Regions from separate parts of the Mus musculus genome. Here regions 1, 2 and 3 are each linked to region 4. The links are chromatin contacts, called in public HiChIP or PLAC-seq and promoter capture Hi-C maps. All regions are on one chromosome and are shown on one strand. Each heading gives the region's core, a stretch centred on a gene start, on an enhancer-like site or on the middle of the called end of the contact. The rest is flanking DNA. Distances are from core to core; before and after follow the strand shown.

The links. Promoter capture Hi-C pulls out the DNA fragments that hold promoters and counts their contacts. HiChIP or PLAC-seq counts read pairs in DNA pulled down with a chosen protein or histone mark. Capture Hi-C pulls out chosen DNA fragments and counts their contacts.
Region 1: an H3K4me3 HiChIP or PLAC-seq map of neural tube shows a contact between it and region 4, with 4 times the contacts expected there. The contact joins the enhancer-like site here to the promoter of Rtl6 in region 4. A contact is called at or near these places in 2 of 39 promoter capture datasets (cranial neural crest and hippocampal neurons), 5 of 115 datasets of contacts at active chromatin or transcription factors (T-cell acute lymphoblastic leukemia, cardiomyocytes, embryonic stem cells and 1 more) and 3 of 9 other capture datasets (adipose tissue, embryonic stem cells and liver).
Region 2: a promoter capture Hi-C map of neural stem cells shows a contact between it and region 4. The contact joins the enhancer-like site here to the promoter of Rtl6 in region 4. A contact is called at or near these places in 3 of 39 promoter capture datasets (the SN4741 cell line, hippocampal neurons and neural stem cells), 1 of 484 Hi-C or Micro-C datasets (muscle stem cells) and 1 of 9 other capture datasets (macrophages).
Region 3: a promoter capture Hi-C map of liver shows a contact between it and region 4. The contact joins the promoter of Parvg here to the promoter of Rtl6 in region 4. A contact is called at or near these places in 5 of 39 promoter capture datasets (the 3T3-L1 cell line, cranial neural crest, hippocampal neurons and 2 more), 8 of 115 datasets of contacts at active chromatin or transcription factors (the 230-238 cell line, bone marrow-derived macrophages, embryonic basal ganglia and 4 more) and 4 of 9 other capture datasets (adipose tissue, embryonic stem cells, liver and 1 more).

What each region holds. Positions count from the first base shown.
Region 1 is chr15:84,348,738-84,352,193 of GRCm38.p6, reverse strand. No RefSeq gene overlaps it. Among named protein-coding and RNA genes, the nearest start is that of Parvg, 26 kb to the right of the region's middle. Within about 2 kb of position 1,908, at least 35 of the 459 cell types and tissues checked have an H3K27ac peak or open chromatin away from gene starts, as enhancers often do. A contact at or near this core is called in neural tube, where this site is marked.
Region 2 is chr15:84,412,512-84,415,873 of GRCm38.p6, reverse strand. All of the region lies in intron 3 of Shisal1 (shisa like 1), which reads left to right. Among named protein-coding and RNA genes, the nearest start is that of Gm46527, 17 kb to the left of the region's middle. Within about 2 kb of position 1,428, at least 44 of the 459 cell types and tissues checked have an H3K27ac peak or open chromatin away from gene starts, as enhancers often do. A contact at or near this core is called in neural stem cells, where this site is marked.
Region 3 is chr15:84,323,405-84,326,359 of GRCm38.p6, reverse strand. Parvg (parvin, gamma) reads right to left here and starts at 1,640. Exons shown (of 13, transcript NM_022321.4): 1 at 1,529-1,640.
Region 4 is chr15:84,556,090-84,559,529 of GRCm38.p6, reverse strand. Rtl6 (retrotransposon Gag like 6) reads left to right here and starts at 1,707. Exons shown (of 1, transcript NM_177630.4): 1 at 1,707-3,440. The coding sequence starts at 2,337. The coding sequence ends at 3,068.

The DNA of each region.
Region 1 (3,456 bases), core at 659-3,158, 210 kb after region 4:
CAAGCTCCGGGGACACCCTGCTCCTTCAGGGGATGATGTGTTTCTGTCTGGGTAGCGTGAGGCCACTTGAGCAGGAATGACATCAGGCTGGAGAGAGCCTAGGGAAGCCAGGCACTAATGGAGCAAGCAAGGCAGGAGAGAGGCACAAGGGAGACTGGACTGTGCGTCAGCAGCACACACACACACACACACACACACACACACACACACACACCACCTGTGACCAGAGGCTAGACGACGGAGAGTTAGAGTAGCCTTCACAGAAGCCAGGATCCTGAAACAAGGTCACTGGGGGCAGATGTAGGATTGAAGTTAGCAGAGATAAGGCAGGGAGACCAGTGAGTGACCCAGACTTCAGGGTGCAAGAAGAGAGAGTGTGGGATGAAGAGAAGAATGGGTTTTGGTGCCCAGGTTGGAAAGAACGGACCACAGATCTCAAGTATGAGGGTAGATCAAAGAGAGCAAGGCAGGGAAGCCGGAGGCAGGGGGCAGGGACAGTAAGCCCTGATTTGGAGGTGAGGAGTTTGAACAGCACCCCAACAGAAGCCAGGCTCTGGAGAGTGAAGACGAATTGAGTCAAGAGGAAGTAGCCTATTACCCAATAAGGATGGTTTCTATGTGGGAAGAATCTGGAGAGGGTGGCCATGGTCCTTCAGTGACATGAATGAACTCAGCACTGTTGAGTCACATAGTTAGAGACGGCTCAGCATGGAGACCAGGAGATGACCCACATGTTAAAGCCGTGACCTCATAGGCATAAGAACCTGAGTTCAAACCAGCTGTACGTTTTCCATTGTTGTGGTGAAACACCGTGACCAAAAGCAACTTGAAGAGGAAAGGGTGCGTTTCAGCGTAGGGCTTATTATAGTGCACCCTTCAGGGAAGTCAAGGGACCCAAGAACTGAAGCAGAGACCATAGAGGACCACAGTTGACCTGCTTGTTCCCTGTGGCTTGCTCAGCCTGCTTTCTTATAGCACCCGGATATACCAGCCCAGAGGTGGCACTGCCCACACAGTAGGTTGTGCCCCCCACATCAATCATCATTAAGAAAATATTCCACGGGCTTGTCCACGGGCCACTCTGGTGGGTGTATTTTCTCAATGGTGGTTCCCTCTTCCTGGATGACTCTAGCTTGTGTTGAGCTGACAAAACTAACCAGCACAGAGCCCCAAGAATCTGATTTCGAAGGCTGGTGTGGTGATGGGCATTTATAACACTGGCACTGAGGAACAGAGGCAAGCATATCTCTAGGCTCACTGGCCAGCCAGTCTAGCCTACCTGCTGAGACCTAGGCAGTTAAAGACTGCCTAGCCAGGTGGTAATGGCGCATGCCTTCAATCCCAGCACTTGAGAGGCAGAAGCAGGTGGATCTCTGCGTTTGAGACCAACCTGGTCTACAGGGTGAGTTCCAGGACAGCCAGGGCTACACAGAGAAACCCTGTCTTGAAAAATAGACACACAAACAAAGGCAGCAATAACAACAAAAAAGAGACTCTGTCTAAAAAAAATAAAGTTAAAAGAAAAAAATAAAACTGCAACTGAAGAAAGGTACCCACGGATGTCCTTAGGCCTCCATATGCACAACACAGAGCTGAGCTGGGTCGGTGGCCCTCGTAGGGGAGGGGTGGGAACTGTAGAGGACGGAGGACCCAACCAGCAACCCCTCATCCAGGAAAGCAGAAGTGATGGAGTCTGCCGCGGGAGGTCAGGACCCAAATAGAGAAGTGGGGCTTAGAGATTGAAATCACCAAGTCCTCCCTATAACCTGTGCCCCCTCCCCCCATAATCTGTGGGAACTGCAGGGAGAGGCCAAGGCCAGCAAACGCTGCCCTTCACCACATGGGTCAGGGGAGAGATCTCCCTGGAGTGTTCAGCTGGGAAAAGAATGCAGGCAGAAACGGCCCAGCCTCAGAGCTCAGGCAAGGCTATTTATCACCCCGCCAGCCTCCAACCACAGGGAGGGTGCTTGGGTCAGTGTTGTCTCAGTGGTGAGGCCAATGTGCTCTTGACCCATCAAACAGACTCCTTGTATGCCTCCAAAGACTAGATGAGGGAGGGGGAGGGTGTGACTCGGTGGTGGGGTACTTCCCTGGCAAGGGCTGTGCTTGAGAGCAGCCCCCCACAGCCCAGAGGCTGGCTGTCCACTGTGTTTTCTCACTGAGCCATCTCACAGGCCCCAAGAAATATTACAAAAAAAACTCAGTGCTCCGCGACATAAAATCCATGACGTACATTTTTGCTGGGCGTGCAATTTTGTTTGACAAGACAGCCATAAATCATAGTCAGAAGAATCGATCAAAGGGGAGAAGCCCAGAAACATCCCAGAGGACAGATCAGTAGATGGAAGTGTTTAAACACACGTATAAATAGGCCTCGGTGCATCGGAGGTAGAAGAAAGCGTGAGCGTGGTGAGAACCCGGGGATATTTTAAATGACCTAAATGGATTCCCAAGACGATAGAGCTCGACATCTCAGGTTGGATAAAAGTGGGGATAAAAGCGGTGGCGACTGCGCTGAGGAGCGATGGATCGATGGACTTGAAAACTGGAGACAGACTGAGACACATCGAAGGCTGCATGGAGCCACAGCACAGATAAAGCACTGGCCTAGCGGTGTGTGCGAGCCCCTGCCTTTAATCCCCAGCACCGGAAATCAAAGGAAAACCAAAAATACAGCATCCAACTGTGACAAGGTTCAAAGCCACTTCACCTGGCATTAAGAAAGAATCAGGGAGAAGGTGACAGAAAAACAGTTGTTTGCAGAAATCATGGCCAAAGCCCCCCCAGATTTTGTAAAAATCATAACCCCACAGAACCAAAATTCTCCACAGACTCAAAACACAAGAGGAGTGTACAAACTCATGCCAAGACTCTTCAGGGTCACAGGGTTACAGGGTCACATGTCTAAATAAGAGGATAAATTGAAAACCACAGAAAACAGACAAATAGAAAAAGGCACAGCCAGCAAATCAGAGAGGAGGAATGGCCACCTTCTTGCTGTGAAGTTTAAAAGTTGGAAAACACCATAAGAAAATCCCACAAAAGCAATTTAAAGAAAGAGAAGCAGCAAAGGATGAAGGGCAAAGAGGTGAAAATAAATACTAAACAAATGAACAAACAAACAAACAAACAAACGGAGACGCTCTTCTAGAGGGCCCAAGTTCTGTTCTCAGTATCTCAGTAGGGCAGCTCCCAACAGCCTGTGAATCCAGCTCCAGGGAGATCTGGCGCCCTCTTCTGGCTGCCACGGGCACTGCCCTCATGTGAACATACCCACACACAGACACACATAGCCATGGGTAAAAATAAAGCAAACCTTAAAAATAAATAAAAAGATAAAAAGGAAACCCTGTCCATTTGGAATTTTACACCCAGAGATCTGTTTCTTTAAAGTGAATCCACTCCCAAAGGTACAGACTCCCTACAGCAGGCTGGCACTGTGGTAAAGGCTGATAG
Region 2 (3,362 bases), core at 179-2,678, 140 kb after region 4:
CCGAACTGTCTGCCTTCTTTCTGTCTACTGGCGTGACACTCACGCTCACCCTGTGCTATAATGTGCCACACGTGAACCCCAGGGTAGAGTGTCATAGCTCTCTGGCCTTTGCTGGAAGGCCATGTCATACGCTAGTGTTACACTGTGTGAGTTGCTGACTCCCAGGCTGACTTCGTGTTTCTGGGGTTTAATTGTCCCAGGCTCTTTAGACCCTGAGTTTTAGAACCTGCTTATGTGATCCTCCTGCTCTGCGGGCCCTATCAGAACAAAACCAATTAGTCTGACTGGTATCCTCTACTGCAGCTAGCTTCACATAAGGATCAACTTTTGGTGATATCGTTTCTTTTTCAGTTTTTGGTGTTGACTGTTTCCACCCAAGAACACACACACAGCCTGTTTATTCATTTGATTCAAATTTTCTAGGCAAGTGTTCCACCACTGAGCTATCCCCAGCCCTTCGGGTTTTCTTTTGTAATGCTTTTGGTTTTCTATGTAGGGAAGACGTGGGTGACGTCCGCGTTTGTTTCTAGCTTGCTCTTTTCAACGCTGCTCTCAGAAATAGCCTCTCTTCCTTTTACCCTTCTGACTATGGATGATCAAAAATTAGGAGTCTTTATTCATGAATTCTGTCCTCAGTTTTTGTAACACCTTTTTGATCGATTCTCTCTTGTTTCCAGTTATGCCACTGGGGAGAAATAGCCCCATATCCCCCTTCCTTGCTCGTGAGGCAGGAGCTCATAGGGTGGCCCTGAACTTGCGCACTTGCACACAGCCTCCTGAGTCCTGATGCCAGCCTTACTTTCACAGTTTCTGGCTTTTGTTCGGTTATTGGTTGGTTTGGTTTTTCCAGTTGGGGTTTTCTCTGAGCAGCCTTGGCTGTCCTGGAACTCTCTCTGTAGGCCAGGCTGGTCTTGAACTCACAGAGATCCACGTGCCCCTGCTTCCCTAGCTTTTTGTTGTTCTTGGTTCTGTTTGCTTTTGGTTGGTTGGTTGGTTGGTTGGTTGGTTGGTTGGTTGGTTTTCCTTTTCCAACTGCATAGGCTAGTGTTTCTAAAACATGCCAACAGTCAGGCATTCTTATTATCCCTACATTATGGGAGGCTTCACCTCTTGCCCTGGGGATTGAAGGATTTCCCATGGTAGGAACAATGGACTGAAAGGGAATATTATGGAGTGGCTCTTGATAAGGATTATGGCAGTGCCGGGAGCAACAGGGCTGAGGAACTGAGCCTCTAGCTCCGTCTGCCTCTGGAGTTTGAGACTTTGCTACCAGACTCCGTTCCCTCTGGAGAAGGTGCCTCTTTCCTTTGGGTGGGCAGGAGATGCAGACTCTCTGACTATCATCCAAGCCTCTCCTCCTCCCACCCCGGCCAGCTCCTGAGAGCTCCTTTCTCAGCTGCACGGAGCTTCCCCTGAATATCCTGCCATCTGCTTGGGCCTCTGAATAATCCTGTGTGTGAAGTGGCTCAGCAAGCCCCGTCCATCATAGCAGGGGCTGGAACCAAGCCTGGAATTTGGCCTAAGCCTTTTGTGAGACCAGGGGCTGTTTCCATGATGGGGGAAGGGTAGTGCCAGGACTGGGGTTGAGACTCAGCGTGCTACAGGTGCCCTGGAAAAGCCAGGCAGAGGCTGGGCCCCCCACAAATAGACTTCCTCGAGGTCTGGCACCTGGGGTCTGGGAGCCTCCCTTAGAAGCCCACAGGTTTCTATAATCTGCTCCCACAGGGTTTCCCACAAAGCAGGCACAGGGGCCTGGCTGTTGCTGCTGGCTGCCAATACCCAGGGCCTTCCCCCAGAGGGAGTGGGAATGGTGATGCTCTGAAGCTTCGTTGAGTTTTTAATCCTTGGCTTTCGGAAGCACTCCAGGCGGGACAAGGCATCTGTGAGTCTCTGTGCTGTCTATCCTGCCGTGCTGGTCACAGGGACTCACAGCCACAGCTAGCTGGTTTGACACAGGAGAACAGTGGGGAATCTCAGACATCCTAGGGCTCTGGAGACCCCACCTTAGGAACTCTGGAGAGTCTTCTGGCAGAGGCAGACCTTAGAGGGAGGCTCAGGAAGGCACTCTGATGTTAGGGTCTGGTCCTCCTTCACTGTGAGATCACCTGGGCCTGGGCGGGACTATTCCAGCCTCTACCTGTCAGATGTAAGGACCAACCCACACCCACCCCGCTGACACCAGTGTCCCTTGACAGATGTGGGGCCTGCTGACCTAGGGCATCTTCCTTTGTAAGCAAGCGTCTAGCCATCTTCCTGATACTCCCTCTCCGTAGGGTGATACAGCTGGGCCCTGCTGTCTCACCACCAAGCCAGCACTCCTTCTAAGGGAGCCGAGGCAGCCAGACCTAGAAGTGAAGTCGGAATGAGTAACTCTGGGCAGACTCCTTGCAGAGGAGGAGTGGACATGGATGAGACTGGGTTAGGCCTGGCCTCCCAGGTGGGACAGGGCTTCCTAGACAAGGTCAGGGGGTGGGGTGGTGTGGGGGGTTCTCAACCAAGGGCGGGGCCTCCCAGCCAGGGGCAAGGCTTCTCAGCCAGGGGCGGGGCTTCCCAGCCAGAGGCAGGAACTCCCAATTGGTTGGGATAGGAATTCTATCCTGAAAGCTGTAAGCGGCATTTGTATCATAGAGCAAGCTATTGGGACGAGGACCCTGGGGACCTGATCAGTCCACAAAAGCCAGAATGTGGCTTGGGAGGGAATCAAGCCACACAGAGGGGCAGTGGGAGCCTTCTGTCCAGTTTCCAGGCTCAGGGGCTTTGTGGAGAGAACCCAGGCCCAGGGACCTATAGCAGGGGTTGGCTTCCAGGTGGACTCAGTTATAGAGAGGTGACAAGAGGTGAATCTTTGGGAGTCAGAAGTCGGGATGACAGCCTGAAATGTGGCCAAAGAAAGTCACTGTTACTGTAGGGTAGACTCACCGTATGGAGACAACTTGTGGATTCACTACCATTTAGGACCTTTGCCATACCAAAGTCACAGCCACCCTGACTCACTCAGCCTCAGACTCTCTGGGAGGGAGAAGAGAGGGACCAAAAACATGTGGATGAGGTTCCCTTGTCCTGGACCCCAGCAAGTTGGCAAGGGTTGAGGCTGGGGACACAGACACCCTTGATCTGTCATTCAGCCACAGGGCAGGAGGCTGGGCCTTGTCTGAAGCCAGGGAAGTTGCCCCATCTCCTGAGGCTGGAGATCCAGAATCTCAGGCCCCGCCCAATGGTTCAAGCCAGTGTGACACCCCGCCCCCCAAGAGGCTCCTCCTCCTCCACCGCAGTGAGTCAGCAGGAGGTGGGCTGGTGACCTGGTCTTATTTATTTGTGTGTTTTGGATGAACAGAGTGTTGTGTGGTGATTCCAGCTGCCTG
Region 3 (2,955 bases), core at 391-2,890, 230 kb after region 4:
AGGTCAGCACCCCAGTTTCCACAGAGCATCAGACAAGTGTGGGAAGGGAGCTCTGGGTTAATCTGTATGAGGGTAAGCACCCACCAGTGGGGTGAAGTGGCCGTCCATCCATCCCTTCAGGGTCCCTGAATCCAAGACAGGTAAAAAACAGACCAGACTCTCCCAGATGTAGATGGGGTGGACCAGGCTGAAGGCCAAAGCCACCCAGACGTGTTCCCCAATCCATGTTAGCTTGCCTCACAGAGGGAGGCTGGCCCATCCAGCCTCCAGTTTTGAATGAGTCTTTCGCCAATTGGCTCCGCACCCCCAGACTTGGGGTGTGGTCTGTCAGGGCTTTTGCTCACGAAGCCCAGAGCTCGTGCTCCTTGTGAAAGACCAGCAGTCCCTCCTCGTCCTCGTGATGGGCCTGAGACCAGCAGTGTGTCGTGTCTTCCCCGCCCCCGCCCCAGCCTCACAATGCAATGCGCAGTGTCAGGCCTGAGACTGAGACCAGCAGTCCCATCCCACCCCACCTTCCCATCCCCCACAGCCAGCTTCGTGATGAGCACTGTCAGGCCTGCCCGTACCCAGCAAGGATCAGATTCAGAAGCTAATGGCCCCCTTCTGGTTCCCTAACCTACTTCTGGTTCTTCCGCCCACACTTCCCCTCTGGAAGTTTCATTTGCCGCATGGCCACCTTTGACTCTTCCCTTATGTCCCTCGTTCAGCCTCTGCACGAGCCTGGGATTCCCAGGCTCACTGGGATACTGGAGGTCTGGGGTCAAACTGGAAGGAAATTCACAACAAGGAACCTGAGAGTTGTGCTGAAGAAGAGGCACTGGGGGGGGGGGGGGGGCGGTGCTGAGAGCCACCATCCTCAAACTGGCTACAGCCTGGGAACCTTGGGAAACTGAGTCCTACCCTGAAGCCAGGAGCAAAAGGCCAGAGCCCCCTGGGAATGAGTTCCAAACCCCACAAACTGAGCAAGAGAAAAGAGAGTTGGGCTGGGGTGGGGAGCCTGGGCCCCAGCCAGCTCCTCCTACTCAGACTGGGTGACTATAGGCCAGCACGCTCTCTCTTTGACTCTGATGCAACTCTACAGGGAGAAGCTAGACCCTGTGTCCAGCCAAGTACACATAGACCTGAAACTGCCTCTGGTGACCGGTCCCAGGTGGGTTCCTTCCCTGCCCCAAACAGCAGTTTCTTCATGGTGGGGAACTCGGCTTTCTCTCATGCGGTAAAGCTCTGAGTGGCTCTGGTCTGAAAACTGCTCATCTGGCTGTGGGGGAGGTAGTCAGAGCTTTCCTGTGGGGACGGGTCTCACAGATCCTCAGTAAAATGATGCAATGGCCTCAGCAACGTGGCTGGATGTGGGGCTCCCCTTTGGCAGATCCCCCTGACTGTGAGCTCCCAGCTGAGATGTGCCTCTGGGTTTCTATTCAAGGAACCTCTCCACCTTCCTCTCTGAGGTCCACTACCCGGACATGTGAACAGGTAGAAGATTCTAATAGCTCAGGGACCCCACAGGCCAAAGATTAGATGCACTCACCCGCTGCTTCTTTTCAAATCAGGAAATGGAGCCCACTAGCTTAGAGGGTGACCAGGTTCCCAACGCAGACAGGTTCCGGAGGTGGAAGGCAGGGCTTCTGTTCACTTCCTCTGCCACCCCGGTGGCTGCAGACAGCTTCCTCCTCTAAGTTGCTGATGAGCGAGGTACCCTAAATCCACTGAAAGACTGCCAGAACCCCTGCCCCTAGTCTTCCAAGACTCCATGGCATCACGGGGTCTCTCATACTTCCCTCCCTGCCCCCGCCTCTCCATCAATCCAGACAATCACTGTCTGAAACATAACAGCAAGGATAGGACCCCAACAGCAAACTGTGTTCTCCACTGCCTTTTTCTCATGGTGCCCAGCCTGCACCTCTGCCTCCCTCTGAGCGGCCCTCCAACCAAGCTTGCTTGCTCCAACCAAGCTTGCTTGCTTTCTCACTTGCTGATGGACTAACTTCAAGACAGTCTCATGTAGCTCAGACTGACCTCAAAGTCACCAAGCTGAGGTGGTCCTTCAACTCCTGATTCTCCTGCCTCCATCTCTTACATATCTGAGTTACAGGCAGGAGCCACTACACCCAGCCAAAGGCTCCTAAATAAAGCCAGTCTCCAGGTCTCAGCCCGAGTCTCTGCACCCACAAGCTACTTTCCCCAGCTTCCCCAGCCCTCCCATCCTCTCCCTATAAACCGCACAACACCTGCCTGTTCTCTGCCAGTGCCTCAGGCTTTTACTTTGATGTCACAATGCCTGTCCCCATGTCTTGTAAGCTCTGCTCAACTCTTCACATGGCTCACAACTCCTTCTTGGCATGAGCTTTGGTACCTCCTCCTATAGGAAGTCTTCCACAACATCCTTTTCTTTTACAATGGTCTTGGGCTTGCAGCCATGCTAAAACTATCCTTTTTTTTCCTTTTCTTCGAGACAGGGTTTCTCTGTGTAGCCCTGGCTGTCCTGGAACTCACTTTGTAGACCAGGCTAGCCTCGAACTCAGAAATCTGCCTGCCTCTGCCTCCCGAGTGCTGGGATTAAAGGCGTGCGCCATCACACCCGGTGTGCAGCCATGCTAGATCAGCTGATGACATGGGCTGGTGCCTGATAGCTGTCTCACCATCAAACCAGGAGCTCTACAGGTTGGAACCCATCTTTCCCACTCACTACTAAAAGTCAGTGCCTACAATAGCACCAGGCACAAAATGGGATCAATGAGCATATTTTGATGGCTGTTATTGCTTAAAGGACTGTGTTGGTCCTATGACAAAATGCCTGATGGAGGCTGGAAATAGAGCTCAATTGATAGAGTGTCTGTCTAGCATGCAGGAAGCCCCGAGTTCAATCCCCGGCACCTCATAAACTAGGCATGGGAGAGGACATGTGTGATCCAGCTCTCAGAAGCTGGAGGCAGGAGGATCAGAAGTTCAAGGCCG
Region 4 (3,440 bases), core at 458-2,957:
GCATGAGGGTACACTGTCCTATCCTCTCTTGCTTCATGCTCTGGAGAGTTCTTGATGGCTGAAAATATACAGTCTGGAGCAAGGGAATGCAAGAGTTCTTTTTGCTAGCCTACCACAGGCAGTTCTGCTAGGCTCCTCCTGGAACCTAGCAAAGGCTTACGTCATCACCTGCCTGCTACCAGGTGCAGGTGGCCTGGCAGGGCTACCCCAGTTCTCTCTCTCTCTCTCTCTCTCTCTCTCTCTCTCTCCTCTCCCTCCCTCTCCCCTTCTCCCTCCCTTCCCTTCTCCATTTCTCTCTACTCCCATGTGTTCCTGGCTGGCTTATCTCTCCTTTCTGTCCTCCTCTGCCCCCCTTCTCTGCCCCCATGGCTCTACTCCTGTCTTTCTCCTTCTAACCTTTCTCCATGTCCTCACTCCCCTCTGTTCCCCCAGATAAACCTCCTTACACCAGGTCTGTAGTGTGGTGTGATTTTTTTTCCAGGGGCCACCCCTCACGAGCACAGCATTAGATTCTATAACACTCTCATAGTGTGGATACCCTCAGCCACAATCCCTCACTCCAAGACCAAAATCTATAGACCGAATGAACACATCTCCACCCCAGGTCTGTCTCCCACCTGCAGTCACTCTCGCTAGACTGCATCATAGGAGGGCTTCACAGATGGTATTGTCTCTCCCAGTTTATCCCAGTATGGAACTGACCATGAGGAACAACTGTCAGAGGAAGGGGCTAAGACTCACATAAACTATGCTCACAAAATTCAGCGTGTAAGGTAAGTTGGCCATCTATCAAGAGGGCAGGCAGGAGTAAAAGGTAGCACAGGCTTTCGGTGAAGCCCTAGGCAATAATAGAAAGACATGCTTCTGTATTACCTCCCCTAGGAAAATCTCAAAATTCAATGTGACTAGGGAGACATGACCATCTACAAGGCACAAAAGTCAATGTTTCCTATTAGGATACTAATGGGAAAATGGTGGACTATTGAACAAGATGGTGTGTGTGTGTGTGTGTGTGTGTGCGCGCGCGCGCGCGCGCGCGCGTGTAGAACACTGAGGGGAACTGTAATGTTTCTGCTTTGTTTTTGAAAGACGTTTCCAAGGATGGGGATTCAGCTCAGTGGTGGCATGCTTGCAAGCATGAGGCCCTGGGTTTAACCTTCAACATTGTGCACGGAGGGCTATGGCACTCAGAGCAAGTAACCCCAGCACACCCGGGGTGGCAACCGAAGGATGAGAGGGTCGTAGTCATCCTTGGCTACATTGTGGGTTCAGAGCCAGTATTGAATTCCCACAATCCACCACGGGGAATGTAGAGGCAGGAGAGGTTCAAGGTCATTTCTGGCTACTTTCTGAGTTTTCCAGACCAGTCTGGTTTACAGGAGACTGCCTCAAAAAAAAAAAAAAATAGTTTTCTTGTCAAGATCTGCTACCATGATCATACAGTTCATGCGAATGGTGTTCAAATCACAGGAAGAAAAATCAATCTCACTTAAAAAAAAAAAAAAGATACTGTCTCTGAGAGGCTCCGCGAGCGGCCTGGGTAGGAATCGTAAAGAAGATAATCTTTCCAAGACTATCTAATTTCCAAGCTAATCTTTCCAAGATTTCAGCTGGCAGAAGCCAAGCTCCTCGCTAATAGGCTGTTGAGAAAGGCGCAGGTGCGTCACTTCCGGAAGGCAAGGTCCCGGCCGCTGCTCCGAGAGCGAGCGGTCTCTATGGCAACCAGCAGGCCCTGGCCCAGTTGCCAGGTTCCCAGCGGCCGTCTAGCTGGCCGCGCCTGCACAAAGACCGCGCGGTGACCGCGCAGCGCAGCGCCGGGACCAGGTCAAGCCAGCCCCGCAGGAATTGCCACCCCCGCCGCCGCTGCCCGGAAAGCAGTTCCGGCGGCCTCCGTGACGTACAGGCCGGGCGCGGCCTCGACCCTCGGGCCATCTTGGCAGCGGAGGGAGCAGCGGAGCGACAGGTACATACGCCGCCCAGCCTGGGCCAGCCCAGGTGCCGACGCCTTTGTTCACGCGCGGGTGGTCGCATGGCACCGGTGGTCAGTGCCTGCATCCGCAGCCCGAGCTCCGGCAGGTGCATCCTGCAAAGTCTGGCAGGTCCGCGCATCTCGTAAGGCCTGGGCAGATCCAGCCTATGCATTCTACAAGGGCTATCCAGCTCGAGCATCCTTCAGGGCCTGGGCAGGTCCAGCCAGCGACCCACACTTTGATCCTGCGAAGCTTGCAGAAAGGAACTGCATCCAGGACAGGACCAGCGTCCTCAGGCTTGCTTCAGCATCCAAGGCCTTGCGCTCTGGTTCTCCAGGTACCTGTGGCTTAACTTTGGCCGCCAGCATGGTCCAACCTCGGACCTCCAAAACTGAAAGCCCAGCCTCTGCCCCTGGTGCCAGCGCTCAGATGGATGACGTAGTTGACACCCTGACCTCTCTGCGCCTCACCAACTCCGCGCTGAGGCGCGAGGCCTCCACACTGAGGGCGGAGAAGGCCAACCTCACCAACATGCTGGAGAGTGTGATGGCCGAACTAACTCTGCTGCGCACCCGAGCGCGCATCCCTGGCGCTCTACAGATTACTCCACCTATCTCTGCCATCACCTCCAATGGGACCCGACCCATGACCACGCCACCCACCTCACTGCCTGAACCCTTCTCAGGAGACCCTGGACAGTTGGCAGGGTTCCTGATGCAGATGGACAGGTTCATGATTTTTCAAGCCTCCCGCTTCCCCGGTGAAGCCGAGAGAGTGGCCTTCCTGGTATCCCGTCTGACTGGGGAGGCGGAGAAGTGGGCCATCCCCCACATGCAACCAGACAGCCCTTTGCGAAACAATTACCAGGGGTTTCTGGCTGAGCTCCGCAGAACCTACAAGTCCCCGCTGAGGCACTCAAGGCGAGCACAAATCCGGAAGACATCCGCGTCCAATAGGGCTGTGCGGGAGCGAGAGCGGGAGCGCCAGATGTTGTGTCGCCAACTGGCCGCAGCTGGCACAGGATCCTGCCCGGTGCATCCAGCCTCCAACGGGACCAATCCCGCACCAGCCTTGCCCTCTCGTGGCCGGAACCTTTAAGGACTTGCCACCACCCTGGTAGTCTGTGTCCACCCAGGTAGCTAGACTCCGTTGTTGAGAGTTGTCAATTCAGTAGCTTTGCCCTGTTTGAGGCACCCTTCACGCCTCTCTGGTCTACGGGAGACCATCCTGTCATCGGCATTGGTCACCCACCCCGCTGTGCGGCGTGTATTTGTTTTGTTAGCGTTACCCGCGACTCAGTGCATGCTCCCCCTTTCTGTTGCTTGCAATCCCAGCTTCTCCAGCAATCACAACACAGCCCCTTGGGCATGTGCCTGCCCAGGAACCATTTAGGCTGACCACCTCTGCGAGCTCAGCTCACGGATACTCAGCTCCTGGAACACTCCCTACAGCTCTTGCTGCCCCAGGCTG